Regions from separate parts of the Mus musculus genome. Here all the other regions are linked to region 2. The links are chromatin contacts, called in public Hi-C and promoter capture Hi-C maps. All regions are on one chromosome and are shown on one strand. Each heading gives the region's core, a stretch centred on a gene start, on an enhancer-like site or on the middle of the called end of the contact. The rest is flanking DNA. Distances are from core to core; before and after follow the strand shown. Region 1 holds the start of Kmo (kynurenine 3-monooxygenase (kynurenine 3-hydroxylase)). Region 2 holds the start of Hnrnpu (heterogeneous nuclear ribonucleoprotein U). Region 3 holds the start of Pycr2 (pyrroline-5-carboxylate reductase family, member 2). Region 4 holds the start of Lin9 (lin-9 homolog (C. elegans)). Region 5 holds the start of Opn3 (opsin 3). Region 6 holds the start of H3f3a (H3.3 histone A).

What was found. Promoter capture Hi-C pulls out the DNA fragments that hold promoters and counts their contacts. A called contact is a pair of places that touch in the nucleus more often than the background predicts. Capture Hi-C pulls out chosen DNA fragments and counts their contacts.
Region 1: a Hi-C map of B cells shows a contact between it and region 2, with 5 read pairs. The contact joins the promoter of Kmo here to the promoter of Hnrnpu in region 2. A contact is called at or near these places in 3 of 39 promoter capture datasets (liver and pre-B cells) and 1 of 484 Hi-C or Micro-C datasets (B cells).
Region 3: a promoter capture Hi-C map of pre-B cells shows a contact between it and region 2, with 2.9 times the contacts expected there. The contact joins the promoter of Pycr2 here to the promoter of Hnrnpu in region 2. A contact is called at or near these places in 2 of 39 promoter capture datasets (neutrophils and pre-B cells).
Region 4: a contact with region 2 is called in a promoter capture Hi-C map of HPC-7-derived erythroid cells, with 3 times the contacts expected there. The contact joins the promoter of Lin9 here to the promoter of Hnrnpu in region 2. A contact is called at or near these places in 2 of 39 promoter capture datasets (HPC-7-derived erythroid cells and pre-B cells).
Region 5: a contact with region 2 is called in a promoter capture Hi-C map of pre-B cells, with 4 times the contacts expected there. The contact joins the promoter of Opn3 here to the promoter of Hnrnpu in region 2. A contact is called at or near these places in 1 of 39 promoter capture datasets (pre-B cells), 1 of 115 datasets of contacts at active chromatin or transcription factors (extraembryonic endoderm stem cells) and 1 of 9 other capture datasets (adipose tissue).
Region 6: a contact with region 2 is called in a promoter capture Hi-C map of adipose tissue, with 2.6 times the contacts expected there. The contact joins the promoter of H3f3a here to the promoter of Hnrnpu in region 2.

The regions. Positions count from the first base shown.
Region 1 is chr1:175,630,928-175,633,697 of GRCm38.p6, reverse strand. It overlaps Kmo (kynurenine 3-monooxygenase (kynurenine 3-hydroxylase)), which reads right to left and starts at 1,505. Exons shown (of 15, transcript NM_133809.1): 1 at 1,425-1,505. The coding sequence starts at 1,478.
Region 2 is chr1:178,336,459-178,339,158 of GRCm38.p6, reverse strand. Hnrnpu (heterogeneous nuclear ribonucleoprotein U) reads left to right here and starts at 1,344. Exons shown (of 14, transcript NM_016805.3): 1 at 1,344-2,206. The coding sequence starts at 1,588.
Region 3 is chr1:180,902,969-180,905,668 of GRCm38.p6, reverse strand. It overlaps Pycr2 (pyrroline-5-carboxylate reductase family, member 2), which reads right to left and starts at 1,395. Exons shown (of 7, transcript NM_133705.2): 1 at 1,139-1,395; 2 at 855-925. The coding sequence starts at 1,205.
Region 4 is chr1:180,639,732-180,642,431 of GRCm38.p6, reverse strand. Lin9 (lin-9 homolog (C. elegans)) reads right to left here and starts at 1,282. Exons shown (of 15, transcript NM_001103182.2): 1 at 1,035-1,282. The coding sequence starts at 1,113.
Region 5 is chr1:175,691,184-175,693,883 of GRCm38.p6, reverse strand. Opn3 (opsin 3) reads left to right here and starts at 1,252. Exons shown (of 4, transcript NM_010098.3): 1 at 1,252-1,714. The coding sequence starts at 1,348. It overlaps Gm39707 (a long non-coding RNA gene), which reads right to left and starts at 838. Exons shown (of 3, transcript XR_865748.2): 1 at 793-838.
Region 6 is chr1:180,812,326-180,815,025 of GRCm38.p6, reverse strand. It overlaps H3f3a (H3.3 histone A), which reads left to right and starts at 1,421. Exons shown (of 4, transcript NM_008210.5): 1 at 1,421-1,555.

The DNA.
Region 1 (2,770 bases), core at 256-2,755, 2.7 Mb after region 2:
GTATTCCAGGTAAACTTCAACCTCACTCCACTACCCTGTCCTGCTGAGTGCTAGCATTACAGATGTGGGCAACCATACCTGCTTCTCTAGAATCAGATAATAATAAAGGATCTGCTATATTCATTTTCCCGAGAAGCGGTGTGACCGGATTGTAGAGAGGTTCTCTTCTTAATTTTAAAGAGCATCTGTGATGATTTCAATTAATTGGAACCAGTTTTAGAATACTGAAGTTCTATTGAGAGAAAAAAATGTACGCTTTTGTTATTTGCTTACTTGCTTGTTTTAAGGGAGCTAGCTTTGGCTAAGAAAATACGACACACATACACACTCCTCTCAATACCATCTCACCTCTTGCTAGGTCTGAGTGACAGCCTTGTGACCTTACCTGCTCGCATAAGAAGTAAGGGACCCACTCACTACCCTGTCAATGGAGCAGCCAAGTAATTTGGGTGGGCAAGTGTGTTACTTCCCACTTATCAGAATAGCTAGTGAGTATCTAATAGGGTTTTTTTGTTTGTTTGTTTTTGTTTTTGTTTTTGTTTTTTAATTTCATGTGTCTTGACCCTTTTCTTCTGAGTAGAGAGTACTGGGCTTATTAACCAGAGTGGGACAAAACTTTTTTATTATAATGACCTGAGATACATTCCTGTTTTAAAGAAAAGTCATGTTTGGAAGCAAAATAAAGTGAAATCTGTTTTGTCTTTTAGGGGATGCTAAATCAAAATGATAAAATAGACACTCGTGTATTTAGTGGATATCAAATACAGTTCCTGGAAGGAATAATTTAAAACAAATGCTGTTACCCATATTTATTGCCGTGATGGCTGCTGGTGAATGAACGAATGAAGAAAATATGGTACACACACACACAATGGAGTAGTGTTTGGCGGTAAAGAAGAATGAAATCCTGTTATTTAAAAACAAAAATGTGTCTTAGGTCATCTCAGTAAGAATGAGTGGATTTGGAGGACATTGGGATAAGTGAGATATAAATACATAAGACAAGTTCTGCATATTTTCTGTCACGTATGGAAATTACTCGCGCGCGCGCGCGCGCGCGCACACACACACACACACACACACACACACACATACATGGGGTGGGGAGAGGTAAGAGAGGGAGAGAAGAAGAAGAAAGAAGACCTAAAATTTTAAGAGAGACTGAGGAGATGTGGGAGACGGAAGAGTGTGGAAGGGTAGAGAGACATAATCAGTACTGGACATGGTATTCATAGAAATGTCAGCGATCAGTGTGTATTAATAACTGTAGTGAAAAGCAATACCATATTTATAGCAAATATATTTAAACCTTAAAAGGTTTAACTATCAGAATCAACAACCCACACACAATAAAAAAATCATTAGTGAGATAATAATAATAAAAATAAATGCCCAAAGAGCAGTAAACGCCTGGGCAGTCTCACCAAACCACCGCCAATAACAGCCACTCTTTTCCCCTGAGTATCAGACGATGCCATAGCTTCCAGAACACCTCTGTTCAGGTCGGAACTCTCTGTCCTACATGCTGATGTTTTGCGATCTTTTTATTGCCAGAAGTCCAGAGCCTTTGTGAGCCAGAAGCAAGGTTTGGTCAAAGCTCACTTCCTCTGATAAGTGTTTAACTCACTAGAAGCTCAAAGTCTAATCAGCTTGGCTCTCGGAGACAATTCACCGCGATAACCAAAATTTCAAAAACCCAGTCTCATATGAGACACCTTTTCTGTTTAAATAGCATCCTCGGGGCTTTTCTTCTTCTCCTTCTGTGGTGTGTGTCAGTTTCGTTTTCATTCGAAATGTGGCTTTGAATGAAACTTGTGTTATCTGGGGTTCTGAAGCGTCTTCCCTTTCTCAGAGGGAGATGACCTGAATTCATAGCTAATTCCTGCTGTTACTGAGAACAACCACGAATTTGACCTGAAAGGACTTTGTGGGCTTGTTGCCTTAACTGTCTCTGCTGGGAAACATTCTCTGCTGTCATAATAATCTCCTGAGTAGGATTTCTAGAGGTGTAACTAGACTGACCAGAGTTTTGCTTTGTTTGTTTTTTTCTTGCCTAGGACTTTAGAATCTAGCTCATGCTTTGCCATGGGCAAGATGGTGAACACCCTGCATCTCTACTCAAATGTGTGGTTTGAGGGTGTCTCATCACTTTGACATCTCTACTTCATTTGAAACGTATAGTGCTTGGTTTGGGGGCCTATTCGTGAGTTGTGCTTCTTTTCTAGATCGTATTGTGATTAAAATAAAATAAGAGCATCAATGAAGATTTATTGGTTTTTCCAATTTCTGATGAGAACACAAATGGCATTTCTTTGGGTAGGGACTGGAAGGAAACACCACCCGATAGTGCCCCTGTAGGAGAGTATGTTAGACGTGCTAGAAAAAGGCTGAGTCATTATAGTATGCTATATATCACACAGAATGAAGTTAAAGATTTGGCAAGGGCATACAAAGAAGGGTAATATTGTAGATTCTGTCTCTTTAGGAGCCTATCTCTCTTGTCCAGAGACAAGCATCTTGCAGTGGTTTGCTGTGCTAATTCCTGGTTCCTCTCCAAGGTCCCTGAAGCTTTCTCTCCCTCCTTCCTGTCTTCCTTTCTCCATCCCTTCCCTTCCCTTCTTTCTACCTTCCTTGCTTTCCCTCTTGGCCTCATTTTCTCTCTTCCTCTTCATTCCCGTCCTTTTCAATATAAATGTTAGCAGATTTCACACCCCTTTCCACCCTAATTTTTCTTTCAATTTACTTCAGTATCAATATAGAGAAAAACGTG
Region 2 (2,700 bases), core at 95-2,594:
GGGTGAGGGGATGGGGGTGGGTGGGTGGGGTGCCTCTGCTTCCTGAGCGCTGGAGCCAAACTTGGGTGTCACCACTGCCTGCCTGGCTGACACTGAATTCTTGATCATCTTACCTGTATCTCCCAAGTGTTGAAATTATACACATGTACCACCAAGCATAGCTTGGGTGCAATCTACACAGGAAGGCCCCAGTGTAGAAATTAAATTCTATATAAAAGTTTCAAGAACACAACATATTTAATGCCAGAAAACAAATCATAATTTTTTTTCTTTTCTTTTTTGAGATAGGGTCTGGTATTCAACCCAGATAAGCCTGGAATTTACTAAGTAGCCCAGGCTAGCTTTTAACTCTTGATACTTCTGCCTCACTCTGCCAAGTAATAGAACTACAGGTGTTTTCTTTTTTTACTAAATCCCAGCCTTTTGTTACTACCAGTTTGTAGACAAGTCAGCAGGTATACAAACATGTTTAGAGTGGCTGAAAAAACAGGGAGAGGATCAAAGTGCATAATCTAGCTGGGTGCTGGCTGTCTTCCTCATCTGTAATTAAAGGGTCTCCAAACTGGTGGATCAGATTTGCAGGGGACAGAGGCCTATCTTTATAGTACAACGAGGGGAACTTCCATGAAAATCTAAGGCTTACTCAAAGGTCAATAGAAAATACGGTGAGTAGCAACACAAGGCCCGCTCTATATGGCTGTTAGGCATGGTGGAGTACAGCAAGCCTCTTTCCCAAACCTTGCACCACTGGTTGGGGAAGAGACAAAAGAAAGGCTCTGGCCTCGCCCTTGCGGAACTTAAAATAAGTCCGACTGGCAAGGCAGGACTTGTAAAATTTAAAAACGCAGTTAAATGGTGGAAAAACTAAACAAAACACCACCTTTGCATAACAATCGCCTATGGGTGTTCTACAGGGCAGCGGTGGAAACTTGAAGAGTTTTTTAAACCTAGAGCCGGAGGGACAAAAAAAAAAACAAAAACCAAAACAAAAAAAAAAAAACCCAAGAAACAACAACAAAAAAAACAACCCGAAAACCAAAAAACTAAACTAAGATGGAAGAAAGGAGGTTGTTCTCGAGTGGAAAATGCCAGGTGAGGACTGAAGGCGGGTGGAGGAGAGCCTCCGCCAGGACACAGAAGGCAGAGCGCCGGTGGAGCGCGGCGGCTCAAGAGCCGGAAAGGCCGGCGGCCACTGCGGCGGGTCCGTTTAACCGAAAGGTGGCTTCTAAGAGCCTCCATTTGCGCGGTCCGGCCCAGCGCGGAGGTCGCGCAGTGGGGGCGGGGCGGGGCCTGCGCGCGCAGCCGCTCTAGCGGGCCTCGCCTCGGCAGGGGGCGGGGCGCCTATATTACGTGCGCGGCGCCGCCCCTGCGAGAGGACGTTGCGTGCTCGCTCGCGCCGGGCGAGTCTCCGCGTCTTGCCTCGCGAACTCGGTGAAAGGAATTGGCGCCGTTCGACACCAGGCGGGTCCGTTCTGCAGCAGCACTCAGCCATCTCCAGCCGCAGCCGCCGCCCGGGCCGACCAGCAGCAGCCGCCGCCGCCACAGGCCGAGGGAGCCAGCAGTCAGCGGGGAACCGGGGCCCTCAACATGAGTTCTTCGCCTGTTAATGTCAAGAAGCTGAAGGTGTCGGAGCTGAAGGAGGAGCTCAAGAAGCGGCGCCTCTCCGACAAGGGCCTCAAGGCCGATCTCATGGATCGACTCCAGGCCGCGCTGGACAACGAGGCAGGAGGCCGCCCCGCCATGGAGCCCGGGAACGGCAGTCTCGACCTAGGTGGCGATGCGGCCGGGCGCTCGGGAGCGGGCCTAGAGCAGGAGGCCGCGGCTGGCGCCGAAGACGACGAGGAGGAGGAGGGCATCGCCGCTCTGGACGGCGACCAGATGGAGCTGGGCGAGGAGAACGGGGCGGCGGGGGCGGCTGACGCCGGCGCGATGGAGGAAGAGGAGGCAGCGTCGGAAGACGAGAACGGCGACGACCAGGGCTTCCAGGAGGGGGAAGACGAGCTCGGCGACGAGGAGGAGGGCGCGGGCGACGAGAACGGTCACGGGGAGCAGCAGTCCCAACCGCCGGCAGCGGCGGCGCAGCAGCAGCCTTCCCAGCAGCGTGGTGCCGGCAAGGAGGCCGCGGGCAAGAGCAGCGGCCCCACCTCGCTCTTCGCGGTGACGGTGGCGCCGCCAGGGGCGAGGCAGGGCCAACAGCAGGCGGGAGGTAAGAAGGCGGAAGGTGGCGGGTGAGTGTTGCGTGATGGGTGCGCGTGGCGGTGGGGACCGTGCCCCAGGCCTGCCGGGGCCCCTCGGGGCGAGCGCCGCGGGAGGGTGGGGGCGGGGGAGCCCCGGGAGGCTCTGCTCGCCATGCCGGCGGCGCCTCCATTATGTATGTCGGGCGCCGGGGTGGGGGGAGCGCTGCAGCTGCCGCGGTGGGGGGGCCGGCCGGGCGGGAGCGCCGGCCGCTGGGGCGCTGCGTGCGCGCGGTCCGGGCACATGTCGGCGGTGGGGGGAGGGGAGAAGCCCGAAGGTCCCGGAGCGGGCGGGCTTTGGCGGCTTAGCGCCGCGGTATTGTGCAAGGAGCGCAGGGGCTCGTGGTGACGTCACTTCCGGCGGCAGGCGCGGGGAGCGGGGCGGAAGCTCAGTACAATGCGGCGGCGGGGCACGCGGGCTCGTGTGGGGGAGGGGAGGTGGGCCCAGGCTTCCCCCCCCCTCGTT
Region 3 (2,700 bases), core at 146-2,645, 2.6 Mb before region 2:
CCAGGAAAGTGGCTGTCCCCTCAACCCCAGCAATCTCGAACCTCTCTGCCAGGTGAGAGAGAACTGATGGAAAGAGCTGAGCACCCAGAGTCTGGAAGCAGAGCTGCAAAGCCCACTCCCAACCTCACAGCTGTTTACCGGAGTAACAAGTCTCCACGGGGCCCCCTCTAGGGCTCTGAGGTGCATAGCTGGGGTCCTACAGCGTTGGGGACATAAGCCTATACTAGGCACAAACAGTATCCACAGTGCTTCATCTGCTCACCTGTCCCACATTGGCCAGATGTTAGAAGACTTGGGACATTAAGCTTTATTGAATAAAGAAACTACGTAACTCACCAAGTCCCCTAGCAACGCTGTCATTTACAACATCGGTAAGCAGAATTTTCCAGACTTAGAAGCCAACACGGGCTATGCAGTGAAATTCAAAGCAGACTAACAAAAAGAACCTTTTTTTTTAAAGAATTATTTATTTATTATATGTAAGTACACTGTAGCTGTCTTCAGACACTCCAGAAAAGGGCATCAGATTTTGTTAAGGGATGGCTGTGAGCCACCATATGGTTGCTGGATTGAACTCAGGACCTTCGGAAGAACAGTCTGTGCTCTTACCCGCTGAGCCATCTCACCAGCCCAAAAAGAACCTTTCTTATATGCCTACTTTCACCCCAGTAGGATCCGACACTAACTTTGCCTGGGAGCTCCCACCACACAAGGCTGCCTCAGAGAAGGTGCAGGGCTTACAATGATGACTTCCCTAAAGGAGAGTCGGAGCCTGCCAGACTCAGGGCATCTCCGGACACGCTTTTCCTGGGCCTCTTCCTCTTGCCCACTTCCCTCCATCCCTCCTAGCCTACCCTGAGCGCAGACACCGTGGGCAGGTCCATATCCGGGGAGCTGGCTATTATCTTGTGAGCCGACAGGACGCCTACAGAAAACAAAGTTTTTCAACTGTAGATCATGGCCCAATCATGCAGTCCATCAATGGAAGCCAACAGCAGCTCTAGCAGTGCCGGCCTCCGACGCTATGCTCCCAGCAGATGGATGCAAATCTACCATCCATTCACATTCACTCATCGCCCACCCACCCACTCACTCACTCGTTCACTCTGGTGAGAGGGAAGGCTGACCACGCGCTCACCCGCGGCCGTGAAGCCCCGCGCCAGAGCACAGGCCAGCTGGCCTGCGCCGATGAAACCCACGCTCATGGCCGCAGGATCCCGGCGAGCGCCGATCCGGGGACTCTGGGGATCCCGGGGTCAGTGTCCGCGCGTGGAAAAAGATGGACCCGAATTGCTCGGAACAGCTTTCAAACCGGGATGCACCAGATGAACTGCTAGAGAGGCCCCAAGTATCCCAGAGCATCCACCGCCAAATACGCAGCCTCCGGTTGGCCACGTGTCCAAGGCAACCAATCCGAGGCTCGGGTCTGGGGCGGACCAATCGGCATCGCCGTCAGGCCGTGCGCCCGCCTCCTGATCGCGCAGCGGGTGGAACCTGTTAGCTCCGCTGGTGCGGGTCTGCTTGGCCCTGCCTGGGACACTGGTAATTCCTGGTTAGAAGAGTTGGTTTCTAACTCTGGTTCAGGAGTGAGATCTCCAAAACGCCTATTAGAGATGTACCCCTCATGGACACCAGGCTACAGCTAGCCAGCTTCGGCATGCTCCTTCCGAAGTAGAACTAGGTAGAAAAGACGAATTACTAGATCATGATTTGTTGATTTATTTAGTGATTTCCTTAAAGCACTGCTTGCACGGCCTGTTGGCCAAGCATGACTTCTCTTGCTACCCGGAACAGGGCGACCTGGAGAAACAGCTGAGACAGTGAGAAATGACTGCTTGTTTGTCCACCCCACCTTGTGGTTTTAGAGTATACAAAGAGACCCAGCATCGAAGCTTTTCAGGAGCTGTCCCGAATCACCAGTGACATCTCCTCTCTTCCATTAGAATTGTATTGTTTATTCCCAGAAAGATTTCTCGAAACATGTCCAGACGCACCAGAGGGCTCAGGAACAGCCACAAGTTGGGTTTGACTTTTGGAAAGTGTTTCACTATGTAGCCCAGGCTGTTCTTGAACTAGTGACCTTCCTGCCTCATCCTCTTGAGGGATGGGATTATAGGCGTGTAGTACATACATTTCTATAGTATACCAATCATAAGCAGTTTCCCAACGCCACCGAAACGTTATTTTACACAAGATTCTAACGTGTATTTATTCCATTAATGGACGAACCAAACAGTTAAAGTGGAACGATTTTTTTTTTCTGGCCAGAATCTCTTGCTTTGTTGCCCAGGCTAGACTTAAGTTCCTGAACTCAATGGACCTTCCTACCAGTCTTCCTAGAATTGGAAACTACATACATACTATCTGCTTTCTTGTATTCTGCTACAGTGAGGTAGATGAATAGCTACCTTCCCACCCAGCCATTTGGGACACACCCTCCAGGAGTGCCCCACCCTGACCCTACCGTCCAGCCCTTCCCTTCCGGACCTCCCAGCCAATAGGAAAACCAGTTCAGCCTCCTCCCTCCCCTCTCCCCGGGTTCTCCGCCCCCAGCATCATTTTTATCAGTGCCTCAGGGCCTTCACCCTTGTCTTATCCTTAAGTAACACGCCTGCCCCTTCTGAGAATTAGGAAGAACCAGACAATGGGACAGAGTACTGAGGTGTCCCAGGCTAGGCAGATGGCCAATCTGCAGCAGCC
Region 4 (2,700 bases), core at 33-2,532, 2.3 Mb before region 2:
AGCTTGGTATGTAGACTGGGTGGGCCTCGAACTCGGAGATCCACCTGCCTCTTCCTACCGAGTGCTGAGATTAAAGATGTGCGCCACCACACCTGCGAACCTTTCGTTGACCAAGGGCTACAAATACACACCACAGAGTACGTGTTGCTTCAAGACCATTTTGTAACTAAAATGCCTTTTAATAATGTGTGCAATATGAAAATTACAAAATTGTTCCCTTGTCCTTAGGTCGCAGAGTAGCTGGCTTTACTGTCTGCGGACAGGTGAACATCCGTCTCAGAGGTTGTGAGTATAGAAGGAGAAGTGAGGCAGTGAACAGGGGTGGGTGTCAGGCAGAATAACATACTTATATGGGCTGCGGTGCTCACATCCGTGTGTAATGCCCACCCCACAGTCTAGAGACACATCCACTCAGGAGGGAGACTGGGAATGGGGCTACCTCGGCACTGTATCCCGGCTGGATCATCTCCGGAAAGGTCCAGGGCCACCTGTAGTCCCAGGGGAAGGGGCCAAGCCTGTGTGACACGGAAGAAAACACTTCCAGGATGGACGCGGGGGGTCGGGGGGAGCGATCACAAGTGCCTGCAGAAGCAGGAGCCGTCAGAGGATCAGATCGGAGGCCCGGGGCACCAAGAGGGGCTGTGTCCCCGGTGCCCAGCCCGAGCCCTCCCGGCCCCCGGCCGGCGAGTTACATAACCGGGCGGGCGAGGAGGACGGCGCCCGCAACTGGGGGGCCGCTCTTCGCCCACCCCGGCCGGCGACAGCAGTCGCTCCGGGAGAGCAGCCGCCGACTCCGTCAGGACAGGCTGGACTCCCGGGCTTTCGGTTTCCGGCGCTGGCGCTCGCACAACCCCAGAAACAGACACACAAGACACCATAACAAAGGCGGCGACGCGGCGGCAGCGCCTGAGGAGGAAGGCCGGGGACTGCGGTGGGCTGGCGGCCATCCCACCTGCCCGGCAACCGGACTCGGCCGGTGCGACCCCGGGACGGGCAACCGGCGGGAAGGAGGGCTGCTCTGAGACGCTACTTACTCTCGTCAGGCAACTGGTCGAGCTCCGCCATCTTGAACGAGCCGCGCCGCTTTTTCAAAGGCTGCCCGCCCCGGTGCATTGTGGGGCGGAGACTGTCTGCGAGGGAGGTTCGAATGAGGAGCTCGCGGCCCGCGGCGCCTGCTCCCGCCAGGCCGTCCGGCTCCGCCCGAGCCCGGCGGGAGGGGGCCTCGGGGCCTCGCCCGCACCCCGGGCCGGGCCCGGAGGAGGACAGGGGACGCCTCGCCGAGAGGCCCGGTAGGGCCGAGCGCGGGGGGCGCGGCGCCAGCACCGATGCGCCCGCCCGCGCCGCCCCCCTCGCCTGCGCTCGCTCCCGGCGCGCGGCCCGCGCTGCGGCTGCGGGAACTGCAGGCCGGTTCCCGAGGGGAGCGGGACGCAGGCCCGGGCCGGTGGCGCGGCGGACGAGACCTGGGTTCCTGGTCGCTTGGCACGGAGGGGGCTCTGCCCAAAGTAACGTGGACTCGGCTCCCCAGATCGCGTTTCTCCGGCGCCCCGGCCCCTGCCCTTCCCCCCCACCGAGTGCCCGGGCCGCGGCGTCCGCTTCGCCTGCAGGTCACGGACGCGGGGTCCGGGCGGCCCGGGCCGGAACCTGAGCTGCGAGCGGCCGGGACGAGACCTTGAGAGGTCACCAAGTTGGTGTAGGCCGAGGGCTAGTGAACTGTCCTGCTTTCTTTCTCTAATGCGCTCCACCCGAGACCGGTAGTGAGCTGGGAGCCTCACAGTGACTAAGGATGCTTGGGGAAGACACAAGTGACACTAGCCAAGTGTAATGAAACTGGATGGGGATTCCTCCCTTGCTGAAAGAAGCCGGGAAAGATTTCACGGTTCCCATCTGTAACACTTTCTAGTATTTAAACCACGGTGGCTTTTCAACTACTATTTTTACAAGCGTGGTTGATCTCCGGGGTGGGTCTATTCTCCAGGGATTTATGAGGAGGGGGTAGTCGGCGAATGGAGAATTTAAAACAAAACAAAAACGAGTGGATGAGTGACTTCCACAAACTAAAAAGTTTAAAGATGGTTCAGTGAGGTGAGAGCAGATCTAGACAGGCCAGCCCAGGCTAAGTTGGGCTTGGTAAAAAGAATAAAGCGAGGTCTTAAGTAGTACGAAGGGCAGGCTTTCATTTCTTTTCTAGAACACATTCAAGAATGTGAGGCACAGGTTGGAGAAAGACAAGATGAGACTCTTGGGCGAGCAATAGAGTGGAAGACTTCAGGCTCAGGAAAAGGGCAGCAGGCTGTGAAAGTTAAGGGTGCAACTTGGGCTGCTACTTGTATCAGTCCCAGGCAAGCTTAATACTTGTGCTTCAACTTCTCCTCAGTAAAATGCAGGCAAAAATTCCACTCTTGCTTAATGAGTGGAAAGAACTTATAATGGCTCCTTGCAGCCAGCTGTTTGCTGCTACAGCCTCCAGTTTATAGACAGTAGGGAGTACCGCTGAATCTGGGGTGGAGGGAGGGGCAGGATGGAAAATCCACCTTTCGAGAGGTGAGGGGAAAGACTAGTGCGAGCAAGAGAAGCACATGGGTGCTGGCCCTTCTGGGCCCAGGGTAAGTGGGGGAGGAGGTGGGCGGGAAGTAAAACGTTGTAACAAAGTAACCTAGCCTTCTGAGAGAATCTAACCCCCCCTGAGCCTTCTGAACACAT
Region 5 (2,700 bases), core at 3-2,502, 2.6 Mb after region 2:
AGAAAGCAGGCCTAAAGAAGTGACGTTCACAATCTATATTTGACTTGTTCTATATTTGCATTGCTGCTGGGGAAAGGTCCAGTGGAAAATGCGTGCTGTTCTAAATATATCCTCTCTATACCTGCTAGATTTGGATTGAAGCCTTAGGGGGCGGGGCACTGCTCAAGAGATCACCTCCAGAGAAGCATTTGGACTGGATTGTGTATCAGGTGTACCTACTGCAGACTGAGAAGGCTTGGGATCCAGTGGAAGGGTGACTTGGGTGTCACTCTGATGCTATTTCCTTCCTTATTCTGGGGCTCTGAGAGTGGCAGCTCAGAACACTGTCATAAACGCTGGGACATATCTTCCAGCTCTAAGGTAGTTGAGACTCAGCCTGCTGCGTTTGTTTGTTTGTTTTTAACGTCAGGTTCCCTGTTTATGAGATCATTTCGCTGGCGCTCTACTTCGGGCATTTCAGTGTTTTGTTTTCTTTCTATTGGGTGTATGAGGTGGGGGTGGGTGTTATTATAGCTTCCCAGGAAAGAGAGTATTTCATTCAGCATGCTTAACTGAGTTAAGCGCAGGCGTTCATAAATATTTATGAATGAGTGTATGCTAGGGTGAGTGACTTAACGGGTGAATGGACGAGATGCTTTAGAGTCCGTTGAGGGCTGTGAGGATCCGCTGTGGCTAATTTACCTCCGTAAGGGAGTTTACTTTCTCTTTTTTTCTGTACAGTCTGTTCAGGTTTCCACCTCGGCTTAAGGGTGAAGGAAGCAGAGCAAGAGCTCACTGGTCTCTGAAACTCACCTCTGCTGGGCGGGAACGCGCCCGGGAGGTGGGAGGGGGGAAAAGGGGCGGGCCGCTAAAGCAGTAGGGCGGGGCCACAGCTCAGAGGCGCGGTCAGAGGTTCTAAGAAGGCGGAGCTGTATGCCGGAGGGCGGGGCCAAGGGTGTGAGTCAGAGGGCGGGGTAACAGGAGATTCCGGGAGGGAGGAGCCGCAGGCCAGACTGCGGAAGAGTCTTAGGAGGGCGGGGCCAAAACGGCTGCCGTATGGATGAGGCCGCAAGGTAGAAGGGCGTGGCCTCCAGGGAGGTCCCGTGGGAGGGACTGCAAGTGCTAGCTAGTGGGGCTCGGGACCCACGCGGGAGGGTGGGATAGCAAGAACGCTAGGAGGGCGGAGTTTCATGCGGTGGGGCGGGGTCCTAGCACCGAAGGGCGGGGCCTCGGGTGCGCGCGGGTTGGGCGGGCCTGGCGCGGCTCCCGGGCACAATGGCCTGAGCGGCCCGCAGAGCGTGAGATCCACCCTGTTCGGGCCGCCCGGCTCACCGAGCCCTCTCTCTCACGGCGCGCCGGCGTCGGGCCATGTACTCGGGGAACCGTAGTGGCGACCAGGGCTACTGGGAGGACGGGGCGGGCGCCGAGGGCGCAGCACCGGCGGGCACGCGGAGCCCCGCGCCTCTCTTCAGCCCCACCGCGTACGAGCGCCTGGCGCTGCTACTCGGCTGCCTCGCGCTGCTGGGCGTCGGCGGCAACCTGCTGGTGCTGCTTCTCTACTCCAAGTTCCCGAGACTGCGCACGCCCACCCACCTCTTCCTGGTCAACCTGAGCCTGGGCGACCTGCTGGTATCCCTGTTCGGAGTCACCTTCACCTTCGCGTCGTGCCTGCGGAACGGCTGGGTGTGGGACGCCGTGGGCTGCGCGTGGGACGGGTTTAGCGGCAGCCTCTTTGGTGAGTCGCCCGGGACGCGTTCTCCTTGCCTCTCAACTTTCCCCCGGGTACATCAGCTCTGGGCCTCCGTCCTCCCCGGGATCGTCCCTGATAGCCAGTCATCACCCACAACTCCCTCTCTCTCCTCGAGAACCTCCCTTAGATACCCAACCCTCGCCTCCCTTCTCCCTTTCATCTGGTCTTCATCCCCAACTCTGTTTCCCTCCTTGCCTGGATTTACACACCCTTCTTCCCAGCCAGTCACCAACCCCAGCCCCTCCTGCCTCTGTAGCACTTTCCAAAGTCTCCCTGCCGCTGGCCATCTTATTTCCCCTCATCTATTTTTACTTCCTACTGTAGCTCTCAACAGGGCAGCTCACAGTGGACTTTACAGAGGGAGAAAGAAATGAGGCCCTGTAGAGTCAAGAGATGCAAGAAAAAAGTCAACTCCTGAACAGTGGAGGCGAGAACAAGGAGAGATTTAATTCACAAATTTAGTATTTGTTCCTCAGAATGACATGTAGAATCCTAAATAACGCAGTATTTTACCCCCTTTCACTCGTTAGCAATTATAAACAGTTGAATGCTTCCTAGGGGATGAGACTTTTTTTTTTTTTTAATTTCCTGTACATAGGTTCTGTCACACCAGAGGTTACAAATGGCGCAAAGGAGTCCAACTCATAATTAGCAGGGCAGCCAGTACATTTAATTGAAGTAGAACTTGTTGCTTTCTTGAAGATTTATATTGAGAATTGACAGGTTGAAGGTTGACTGATCCAGTATTCTAAGCCTGGGAAAAACGTGTGTGTGTGTGTGTCCCCTAGGGATTTTGTTTGTATAACGATTTAAAATAGAAATGGATATTTCTTAAGGCTTAAAGTCCCTTTCACAAACCTTAAAAACACATTGATAATTTACTATTGACTTGATCTTGCCAGATCTTAGAGAAAAACGTCTCTGTAATATCCTTGACAATTGTTATTTGCCAACTTACATGTGGCAAACCC
Region 6 (2,700 bases), core at 172-2,671, 2.5 Mb before region 2:
AAAAATGCTTCTTGGCTCAAATTATAGGAATTTTTCACTGGCAGCTCTGTGGAGGGTTTTTTGCATATGTGCATTTAGGGTAGTATCGCAGATTGCATGTGTTCATCAACACTTAACACTCATTAAATAATAATGAAACAGGAGGCCTGGGTTGTTGTTTTTTTTCCCTCTAGGGTCTGTTCCTCAGTTCAGTGACCTTGGCCAAATCCATTTCTTCTCTCATATCTGATTTCCACATATCTGTTTCAGGATAATGTTCATGATAAGACTGCTTTGAGAGGTCTTCAGATTACATGTATGCTACTGTCCTTCATCAGTACCCTACGGGACCTTTGTGACTCTTCTACCGAAAGCCTTCACCCAGAGTTGTGTAGCCTGGTCAATACCACCTGGGGACGGTTCAGATGTTTGTGGGTCACTTAATGAGAACTTGAGCTATGCAGTCTGTTGCCCAAGCTACTGGGCAGAAGGAAAGCGGGAAACAGCTTTTCCTTCTACCTGCCGTTTCAGCCTCCTGTGTCTGACATTAGACTCTTATGTCACGAGATTTCTGCAGCGCTCCTCCAAACAGCGAAGGGGTGGAAAGGCCTACTCTGCCTTAGACTGCTACAGCTGTGTTGCACATTGTCTCAGAGGCTTACAAAATAACAGCCATCTTGCACCAAGAACCGCGGCCTAGGAAGAGGGCGAGCCCTGTCCCTCGGCCCCGGTGCCACCACCTGCGACGCGCTGACAGTCTCCGCACTGCCCCGCAGGCTGCCCCTCCTCTCCCGGGGCTAGAGTCTGCGACCGACTTGTCCTCAGGCGACTTGGCCCGAGCCTCCGGACCGGCCCGCGCTCGGCGGGGAGCGAAGGCGGGAAGAGGCCCGCGGGTCCCCCGCCCCTGGCGCGCCGCGCGGTCCGAAAGTGGGCGCGGGACTGGGGCTTCCACTTTGCCAGCTAGCTTCCCGCTTGGGCGCGTTTTCAACTGGGGCGCGGCGACCGTACGGTCCCGGCCTTCTCCCCGCCCCCACACGGGCCGGGAACCTCGGGGGCGCGCGCGGGGGCGATGCCCCTCCCCCCGCAGGCCGGGCGCTGGTCCGCAGCCCGCGCCGCCCTCCCCGCCCCCACACCCCCCGCTGTGCACCCCAAAGCTGGGCTTCGGGGGCTCACTTAACGCCTGCGTCCGACGGGGAGGGAGTGTGGGCCGGGGACGGACTAGGGCAGACGGCCCCTCGGCGGGCCCCTCGGCGTGTCTTTTGTGTTTGTACACACCGCGAGAGGCGGCGGGAGGAATGGGCGGGCGGCGCGCGGGGGAGGAGCGAGCGCGCGCCAGCGAACGAGCGCGCGGGGGGAGGGGAGGGGCGGGGCGCGCGGGGGCCCTGGGCGGGGCCGAGCCTTCCCTCCATTGTGTGTGATTGGCTGGAGCGCGGCGCGGGGCGGGGCGGCGTGTGTAGGGGAAAGCCTCGGTGTCAGCCATCTTTCAATTGTGTTCGCAGCCTTCGCCGCGCCGCTGCCGCTCTCCAACGCCAGCGCCGCCTCTCGCTTGCCGAGCTCCAGCCGAAGGAGAAGGGGGGTAAGTTTCTCCGTTTGCCCGCCTTCCCGGAGCCGGGCTCCGCTCGCCGTCGGCCTCGTAGGGGCCCACGGAGGCACCCACAGTCCCCCCGGGCTCGACCCGCAAACTTTTTGGCGCAGAAATGGAGATGGGGAGCGAGTTTGCCTTCCGCGGGCGGTGGCGGCGGCGGCTCCCCGGTCTCTCCGTCTCAGCCCAGCAGTGGCACCGCCGCGGCGTCGAGCCTGTCTCCCTCCGGCGCCGCGGGCTCCTCTTTCTTCGGTGAAATCCCTCCCGCTGCCCCTTCCCGGGACCCCAGACCTTCACCATGTCCCGCGCGAGCCTCTTAACTGCCGCCTCCGGGTCCCAGGCCCCAGTTTTTCGGGCGCAAAGGGGGTAAAATCGCCGCCGCTTTCCACCCCGGGCTAACTCGCTTTTTGCTGCCTCTCCACAGTTGTGCCTGAGCTTCACCATCTTGTCTCTCTTCTCTGGTCACCGACCATATTTTTTTTCCCCCCGTTTCTCTCTTCCCCATTTTAAAATGGAAGGAAAAAATTTTAAGAACATTTTTTTGCCTTTTTTGGAGAAAAAGAAACGATGCTTATGAAATGCAGAAAACAAAAAAAAAGAACTTTTGCATTTTTGGAGAGCGGCACGTGGCAGGGGATGGGGTATTTTCGAACGATTTGCTGTTTGTCTCTCTGGAAGGGAATCGGATACGTTTCCAATTGTTTCCATTTTGTGCTAGTCTTCGGGAGCCGAGTCGCTCGTTGCCAGCGCGGGGTGCGGGGACCGAGACGGGCAGGTCCGGTACCCCGAACCTAGGGACCCAGGGGAGGCAGAACCAAAAGTTTATGTGGTGCTGGGTGGGCCGGGCGGCCGGTGTCGAGCGCTAATTAAGCCTGGGTGCGGGGCAGTCGGCTTCCATAGCGAAGCCCGGGAGGGGGACGGGCTTTGTGGAATGCTCACTGGCGATGGCTGTTGTTCTTGCATTTCGAGACGCCTTTTTGTCAACATAACTATAAAGAAACAAACCTCAAGAATGTTTTTAGATATTTACAGCAACCCAACTGCCAGGCGCGAGAGGGGGGCAGCAAACCGAGCGGGGGGGGGGCGCTGAAACCTTTTTCTTTCTTTTTTTTCTTTTTCTTTTTTTTTTTTTTGGCTGT